Regions from separate parts of the Urocitellus parryii genome. Here region 2 is linked to region 1. Evidence: chromatin contacts called from public Hi-C data. All regions are on one chromosome and are shown on one strand. Each heading gives the region's core, a stretch centred on a gene start, on an enhancer-like site or on the middle of the called end of the contact. The rest is flanking DNA. Distances are from core to core; before and after follow the strand shown. Region 1 holds the start of Pex2 (peroxisomal biogenesis factor 2). Region 2 holds the start of Zfhx4 (zinc finger homeobox 4).

Region 1 (3,921 bases), core at 911-3,410:
TTCTCCTAAGGCTTCTACATTTTAATGAGTGGAAGAGAGACACAGAATGCTTAGAAACTACTATCACTTCACATGAAAAAGATCAAGAGAACATGCAATTTATTTCTTGGTTGTCCAACCTAGGTCATCAAGAGAAGAAAAAAGGAAGCAACTGAGAGTAGAACTTTTGTCTGGAAACAGACTATGTACATAGTACACACTTTTCTTGTGCTATAGGAATCTGAACACAAGGTTTATGGGCAAGAGGAGAAGAAACTTTAAAATTACATGATGCTGTGAGGAAAAGATGGGGCTACAACTTTACTAAACATGTCACAATGGGCAAGTCCACTAACATATTGTAAGGTTCATACTGAATATGTAAAATGGAAAATACTTGTGCTCCTTATTGCAAGGATTATTATGAGCACCAATACAGAATTTAGAAAACTTTAATAATCAAATGAATGTATGTCGAATACAAATGAACAACTGTCCTAAGAAAAAAGAATTTCAATGCTAGAAGGAAAGGCAGATCATTTAGCCTAATATATAAATTAAGCACTGGGGCTGAAGTTCAGTGGTAGAGCACCTGCTGCACCTTTGAGCCACTGGGTTTGATCCTCAGCACCACATAGAAATAAATAAATCAAGATATTGTGTCCATCTACAATTAAAAACAAAAAAAAATTTAAAAAGATATGAATAAATTATTTTAAACAGGAACCCTGTTATAAAAACAGAACACATAAATAGCTGCTCTTGTTAATATACAGCTGACACTTGGCTTGCTTTGTCTCTGTTCTGCATGGCTCCAGGATCTTTCTACAGAATTTTTTTATGAAACAATTTTAAGCCCACAGAGCTATTTCTAACTTCTAAAAATGAAGAGAATAAAAGTTGAAGCGGTAAAGTTCGACAAAGGCAAACCAGAATAGGGACTAGAACCCAAATCGCCTGACTTTGTTTAGTATTCTATGTTCCAACACTTTTATTTTCTTTTTAAAGAATAAATAAATAAATAAATAAAATAGAGCTTCTTCTTTACGTTCAGTAATTTCACTATCTCCCTTCTTTCAAAGGCCTCAAGATCACTGAACTCTATCTGGACACAAGTAACTGATATTATTGGCAAGACCAGAGTAGTTTAACATACAAGTAGGTGGTTAGTTAGAAATTGTGGTGGAGGGAGCCTCAGTCTCCTTGTAATGGCTAAAAATTGTCTACATAAAAATTTGCAAGGGACACCACAGAATACAAAAAACACGTTAGGCTTGAACTTTCAACTACCAGGTCTCATTCTGTGAAAAGCCTTTTACTAAAATGTTGCGTGTACAGAAAATGGTCCCTAACTAAATACGCAAACAATGACTTTTAAAGACTCAAAGGAAAATGCTCATGATTTTCACATTCCTGATAAGGAATCAACAAGAAATAGAATCAACTCCGAAATTTTATAAGAAAATTCTCAGTATCTCCTCCCATAAGGAAACCAAAACTTTTAAGCAAATGGGTTTTCACTTTAGTTACTCAATTTTTTTGTATCACATGTAACCCTTTATATGAACCCTCGGGTTTTACTGAACGCTTCGATCCTGGATGATTCTTAGAAAGACTTTGATAAGAAGTAAATCTTTTCACGAGGAAAACACGTCTAAGTCCGTCTCTAAAAACGGCAATTCGTGGAACGCAGAGGGGTTCAATTCTAGCTGCGTGTTCCCCCGCCCTCAATGGCGCAAACCTAAGAACATCTGTAGGCGTTTGTAATTGCTTTACAGTGTTTCCCGAAATCAAGACACTTTGATTTGCCTCTTCCAGGAAGACAATAAACAGGGAAACTGAAGCAAAGGGCGAGAATTACAAGGCCGTGAAACTCCAAGACCTCCCGGCTGTACGCAGGACCTCAGGTTTGCACTCGAGCGCTCTCGGGCAGACACTGACCTTAGGAGTGTGCGAAACGCCCACGCTCCACGTAACTTTTTCTGAAACATACTCTGGAAAGCTTGGCTTTTTCCTAGCAGAATGTGGGTTACCCGGGCTTCCGGAACTCGCGGGCTTCCGGAGCGACGCAGGACCCGGAAGTGGCTGGGGAAAAAAAAAAAAAAAAGGAAATAACACCACCAGTGAGCACTACGCTTTAGAGCAGTGCAGAAGGCCCTAGAGGGCCCCGACACAGAGAACTCGCAGGAGCCGAAGGGCCGAAGAGCCGAAGGACCGAAGGGCCGAAGAGGACACCTCGCGCACTGTGATTGGTTGGAGAAAACGTCTCTGATTGGCAGAAAAGTCACGAACCGGTCAGCCCCGGGTCGGGGGCCGGGCGTGAAGAGGTTACAGTGTCCAGGGGCCGCCGGGAAGCTGGGGCTCTCGGGGGCAGGGCTTTAGCTGCGGGCAGCCGCCACAGCGGGCGGCCGGAGAAGCGCCGCCGGGTGGCGGTGAGGTGCCTCCACAACTCGGGTCTCCTTGTTCGCCCTGAGCGGCCTGCTGCGGGACGACCTCGTGAGGCGGGAACCCTTGGGCTGGGTGGCTGTGTCCGGACTAGGACTGTAGGGCGGTGCGTGCAGACAAACCTTTACCGCGGGCTTGGTGGCGTTGACGTCTGCTGGCTCCAGAAGGCAGGTCGACCGCCGTGCAGAGATGCGCCCGAGGGGCCGGTAAATTCAGGGTAGTGGTCACTTGGGCCAGGCCCCCTCTCAGTTCTTCCCATCAGCTCTTAGGAGCCCGCCTACCCCAGGGCATCGAGTCAGAATTTCAGAGAGGGGTCCGTAGGAAGAGCGCCCATGAGGCAGTTCTGTGCAGCCCGCTTTGGGAAGCGCCAAAGTTTGAACGAAATAGAGTAGTTTAAGAAGTAAAGATTTCCTGCATGTAGTAGGTTTTAAGAACCTCTTAGTTCTTGTCACAAACCCCTTAGGAGAGCGCGCTCAGTCTTACCAGGAGTCTATTGTTAAACACTGAGAACTTATCCTCTGAAAGTAGTGTTACAGAAGTGCTTTTTCATTTTTGCTTTTTTAAATTTTTTGACTTGTATTTTATTTCAGGAATTATTCTATGGAACAGATGTTACTCCATGTATGAAACATGAAAAGATAAAATGTACGCATGAACACCAATACTGTCTAAATTCATTTTTATATTAAAGATCACACAATTTGACATCATTATACCTGGAATGTTGCCTTTTGTATGTTAAGGACATTTAGTGGGGAGGGGCAGAGAATTGGCCTGGATAGAGGATGATAACTACTTCAATTAATGAATCAAAGTCTTTTCCACCATGTAAACCTAGAGTACAAATGAGATGGAGTGGAGAGTACAAGTTGATAGGGTTTGTAGCTCACTTAGGTATAGCAGAGGTTTTCTAGACTGCAGCTGTTCAGTATGGTAGCCATTAACCACATGGGGTTAGTCTTAAGTGAGGTCTGTTCTAAGTGTAAAATATGCCCAGGTTTTTTTTTAAGACAAGGTATGGAGGAAGAAAATAAAGAATGTAAAATATTCTTTAATTTTATATTGATTATATGTTGAAATGAGAGTGCTTTGAAAAATTTAAAATCATGCAATTTCCATAATTTTTATACGGATACTTATGTTCTAGAGAGTAAGAAATTCTCTTTGAAGATGACTAAAGTCTTTCACTTAACAGTTGCAAAGTGGGCAGCTATGTGGCACTTCCAGAATAACTCCCAGAAGTACTGTACTTAACTAAATTTTTGTTGGAGGGGAGAGAAGACTGGCATAGATTACATTTTCAGAGAGCAGTTCTAGTTCATGAAGCTTTGTATAGGTCACATGAGCATCAAGTTATGTATTGATAATAATGATAACCTATCTATGAAGACATTTGTGCTCTGTTAAATGAAATTGTATAAGATAGGGAAATATGTATAACAGTCAAGATTTCTATTGAAAATATTTAAAGTAAGTTCTGGGTTTAACCTCTAGGTA
Region 2 (3,921 bases), core at 569-3,068, 300 kb before region 1:
CTGATAAATCAAGATTTTTAGGCCCAGAAAAATACATGTTTGCAGTCTCTGTAGTTCCAAGTATTTGTGCCATAAACCGTTCTGTTGGTATTTGGTAGATTTGTCACTTAAGGCCTAAGACAAGGTTTTGAAGCAGATCCTGGCAATCCAGAATTTCAAAGGCCTGTCAACTCAAAAGCAGCTGATGCCTCACCTGTCCAGGAAGCTGGACATTGCAAGTATTTCCTGTTTTCAGCTCATTTGATTTGTTACTCTTTCCTTCTTTCTACAATTCTTATTTTTGAAATATTACATAAATGGTGCCTACTTGTGACCTCTGGTGTAGTGAGTAGTGTATCTAGACACTGAGTAGCAAAACATACACCTATATATACACACATACAGGCACACACACACACACACCATATACAGTAGGGGGTATTTAAAAGTACGCCTATTCCGAGTTTTAGTTAATTATCTTTTAATGAAAGTGTCACTCATATTCACATCTGTAATATTGGAAAGAGATAATTAGATTTTCAAATGAGAATCAGCCACCTTAAATTTTGCACCAGAAAATACCAAGTATATTTCATTCTAATGAGATCTGTAGTGGGGTTTTAAAATTCATCATAATGTGCTTCAAGAAAGATAACTCAACAGACTCGAAAGATGAAAGGTTTTTTTCCCTAAGTCTTCTTAAAGCTATTACATTGAACTTATGCAATTCTGATAAAATATTCAAGAATATTACATAAAGGCTAGAACTGTATCCATAGTATCACCCTTGCAACCATCACTTATTCTCATTTGGAAGTTTACTTTGACTAAACTAACCACTTCCATCTCCCTTGCCCTGGGTTTTCTCTCCTGCGTCTGCAAGCGAAGAGACGTGTTTAAATAGAATGCCTGCGGATCCAGAGTGCAATTCTTCCTTTGAAATAGACTGGGCTGAGCAGTGTTTGCACACAGCCAGGCACCCTTTATTTACATACATCTGCATATTTGCTTAGGCCCCTGCATTTCGCCATTAAAGTGCGTTCATGTGCGTAGTTGAATAAACTAGGCAGAGAAAAGCTCTTCATTACCCTAACTCATATTTCTGCTTAAAGCTCCCTAGTAAACAAATCTGTGGTCGGATAGTAATTACTTTGCCTCATTAAAATTAAAAAAAAAAATCTCAAATGGTTAAAGGGTATTGCTTAGGCAGTATTTGTTTTATATTCCTCTCTCCTTGGTGTGGTGGTGGTAGTGGTGGTGGTGGTGTGTGTGTGTGTGTGTGTGTAATGAAGTTTGGGAGTTGCGCGTAGGGGCGCGTGGGGTGCGAGCCCCGGAGGTCCCCATCCCTTGCCCTTTCCACGGTCGCCTTGTCCCGGGCTCCAGCCGCAGCGCTCGGAGCCTTGGAAGTCGCGAGGCTCCGGGGCTGCTCTGAGTCCCGGCTGCGCGTCATTTGCAGTCTGGGGAATGTTGATCACCTCACTAATTACACCTCTCTCTCCCCCCTCTCCCTCTCCCTCTCCCTCGCTCTCCTCTCTCATTCCCAGAGTGCATATCGGGAATAGACACACAAAGACATGCGCACTCAACTTAATCAGCCATTTTTTTAAACAGGGCTAAAACGATAATAATTAGCAGAATAAAGACATATCGGATTTTCATTTCCTTTCCTCCTTTTCCCAACCCCTTCACAACCAAACAGCGAGACCGCGGTCGGCACATGCTTTAACTCCTCCCGGACCCCCGAGGACCGCTCCATGCCCCCCACTTTCTGCTCCAGCGTTTTTATTTTCACCCAATAAAGTTCGAGGATTATTTTTTTATTTTTTTTTTTATTTTTTTTAATGAACCCTCTCGTTTTACTTGGATGTGATCAGCTGTAAGTAAAATAAAAGCAAAACAAAAAAGAGGCGAAGATCGAGTAGGAACTGCAGGGGAAATGGAAAGTAAGTTTTTTCTTTAACTTTTATTGAGTAGTTTGTGTTAAATTTAGGTCGAGTATCGATTATCTTTCCAGCCTGATCTTGCACAATCTTTGATATTTCGCTCCCTCTCTCTCCCTCTCCCTCTCCGCCTCTCTCCCTCTCTGCCCCTAGCTCGCTTGCTCTTGCTTGCTCTCGCACACATCCCTTCATCCCGACCATCTCTTCCGCTCTGCCCCCCTTTTCTATCTCTTTTCCCCCTTTATTTGGCTCAAGGATTTTCTCTGCCGAGGGAGGGAAAGGGCACTAAGGGACCTGATTTTCCACTTTTTTTTTGGGGGGGGGGGGATGATTTTTCGGGATTTAACTTTTGGATTAAGTGGCAGATTATCCACGTTTGGCCGAGCGGTTTTCTCTCCTTTTTCCTGTCTTTTCGCGTTCTGCCTTCACCGTGAGCTTGGGGCATTCTGGTGGCTTGGGGAAGCTGTCAGCTCCACAACCGCGCGGGTACTGCCCGGGATCCCCGCTTGCCCCACGCCCCTTCACCTCAATCGGAACGACTCTTCCTCTACTCCCATCCTCCGAAAGTTTGGATGTTGGTTGGTGGGGATTGAAGCCTCCCCCCCCCCGCCTCTAATTTACCCTCTCCCTTTCCTTATTCAGCCTCTTTTTTTTCTTCCTTCTTTTACCCGCCCACCCTCCCCCTCTTCTTAAGTTGCCCGAAAGGCACTTAATGCTCGGGGCTGACGGAGGCCCTGGGATTCGTCTGCACCGGGCAGAGGGTTCCAAGAAGCTGGGGTAGGCGCTAGGGCTAGGGCAGAGGCTGCAGGTAGACACCCGCCTGCTGGAGCAGGAGGCGGCGGGCTCCGCGGAGGGTTGCTCTAGGCTGAGCGGACGCCTGCAAACGGAAGGCAGGTCCGTTAGGAGGCGGGATCGCCCGGCCTCGGGGCTGGGGGCCCGGCAGGCTGCGGCAGCTCGCTAGGGGCGAGTTCGTCGCTGGGTGTGCGTTAGACCAAAGGGTAGACGCTCGAGGTTTGGGATTAAGAATCTTTTCCTTTCTTTTTTTTTTTTTTTTGGCAAAGGGCAAGGGGTGCATGTGCGCGAGAGTGAGTGAGTGTGTGTGTGTGTGTGTGTGTGTGTGTGTGTGTGTATTAAGGGGCTGTGAGAACTGATTCATTCCCTGGGCTCCCCCGCCCCCCCCCAAAGGGTTCCATGTCTACAAATGAACTTCACCTCCTTCGCTTCTGCCGGCACCAAGCGCGCCTTCCGGCCGGAGCAGCTAAAAGAAGAGGGGCTGGAATGCGCCGAGTCTCGCCTTTTTCTACTTCTACACCCCCACCCTATTCTTTCTGCTTTTTTTCCTCTGTCGGAAAAAAAAAATAATAATAAAATTTCTCATGGAATTGTATAAAGTTTCTCTGCCGATGACCAAGTTACAGAAGGTTCCCCATCCTGTCCCCCTTCCCCCAGAAGACGGTGTACTGGTTTGTATTTCTTTTGTTACCTGCGATCCGGGCGGGGGGCTCCGTTCGGCTGCTTGGGTTGGGGTCCGGCCCAGAAAGAAGGCTCCAGCGAGCGCCTTTGGCCGCGACTCCTCACTTCCGCGCGGTTCTGGTGAGGTTTTAGCTACCGTTCCGTGAGACACCCTCCTTGTAGGTACCAAAGGTTCAGATCGCAAACACGGACCCCCCCCCCACCCCGACCCCTACACACACAGGGACACACACACACTCAACACACGCTCACAGACACACACACACACACATTCTCCCTTCTCCCCCCTACACCTCCGCCCCCACCTTGCCTTTCCCCTCCCCCCTTCCAAAAAAAAAAAGCACACACACAACAACAACCTCCCCCCCCCCGCCCCAATCAAAACCAAACAAAAACCCAAAGACAAGTTCAGTGGCTGAAGATGGTGGATTGACACTGACTCAGACAGAGGCAGGTTCACCAGGAAATCTGGCCGTCCCGATTTCTGACAGTTGCATTTCCTCTCCTTGAGTCCTCCCCCCCCCCTTTT

The links. A called contact is a pair of places that touch in the nucleus more often than the background predicts.
Region 2: a contact with region 1 is called in a Hi-C map of muscle, with 5 times the contacts expected there. The contact joins the promoter of Zfhx4 here to the promoter of Pex2 in region 1. A contact is called at or near these places in 2 of 2 Hi-C or Micro-C datasets (liver and muscle).

What each region holds. Positions count from the first base shown.
Region 1 is chr7:55,075,273-55,079,193 of mUroPar1.hap1, reverse strand. It overlaps Pex2 (peroxisomal biogenesis factor 2), which reads right to left and starts at 2,160. Exons shown (of 4, transcript XM_026383996.2): 1 at 1,921-2,160.
Region 2 is chr7:55,370,158-55,374,078 of mUroPar1.hap1, reverse strand. It overlaps Zfhx4 (zinc finger homeobox 4), which reads left to right and starts at 1,818. Exons shown (of 11, transcript XM_026383024.2): 1 at 1,818-1,922. It overlaps LOC144255754 (a long non-coding RNA gene), which reads right to left and starts at 3,847. Exons shown (of 4, transcript XR_013343921.1): 1 at 3,833-3,847; 2 at 3,403-3,547; 3 at 3,132-3,261; 4 at 2,624-2,796.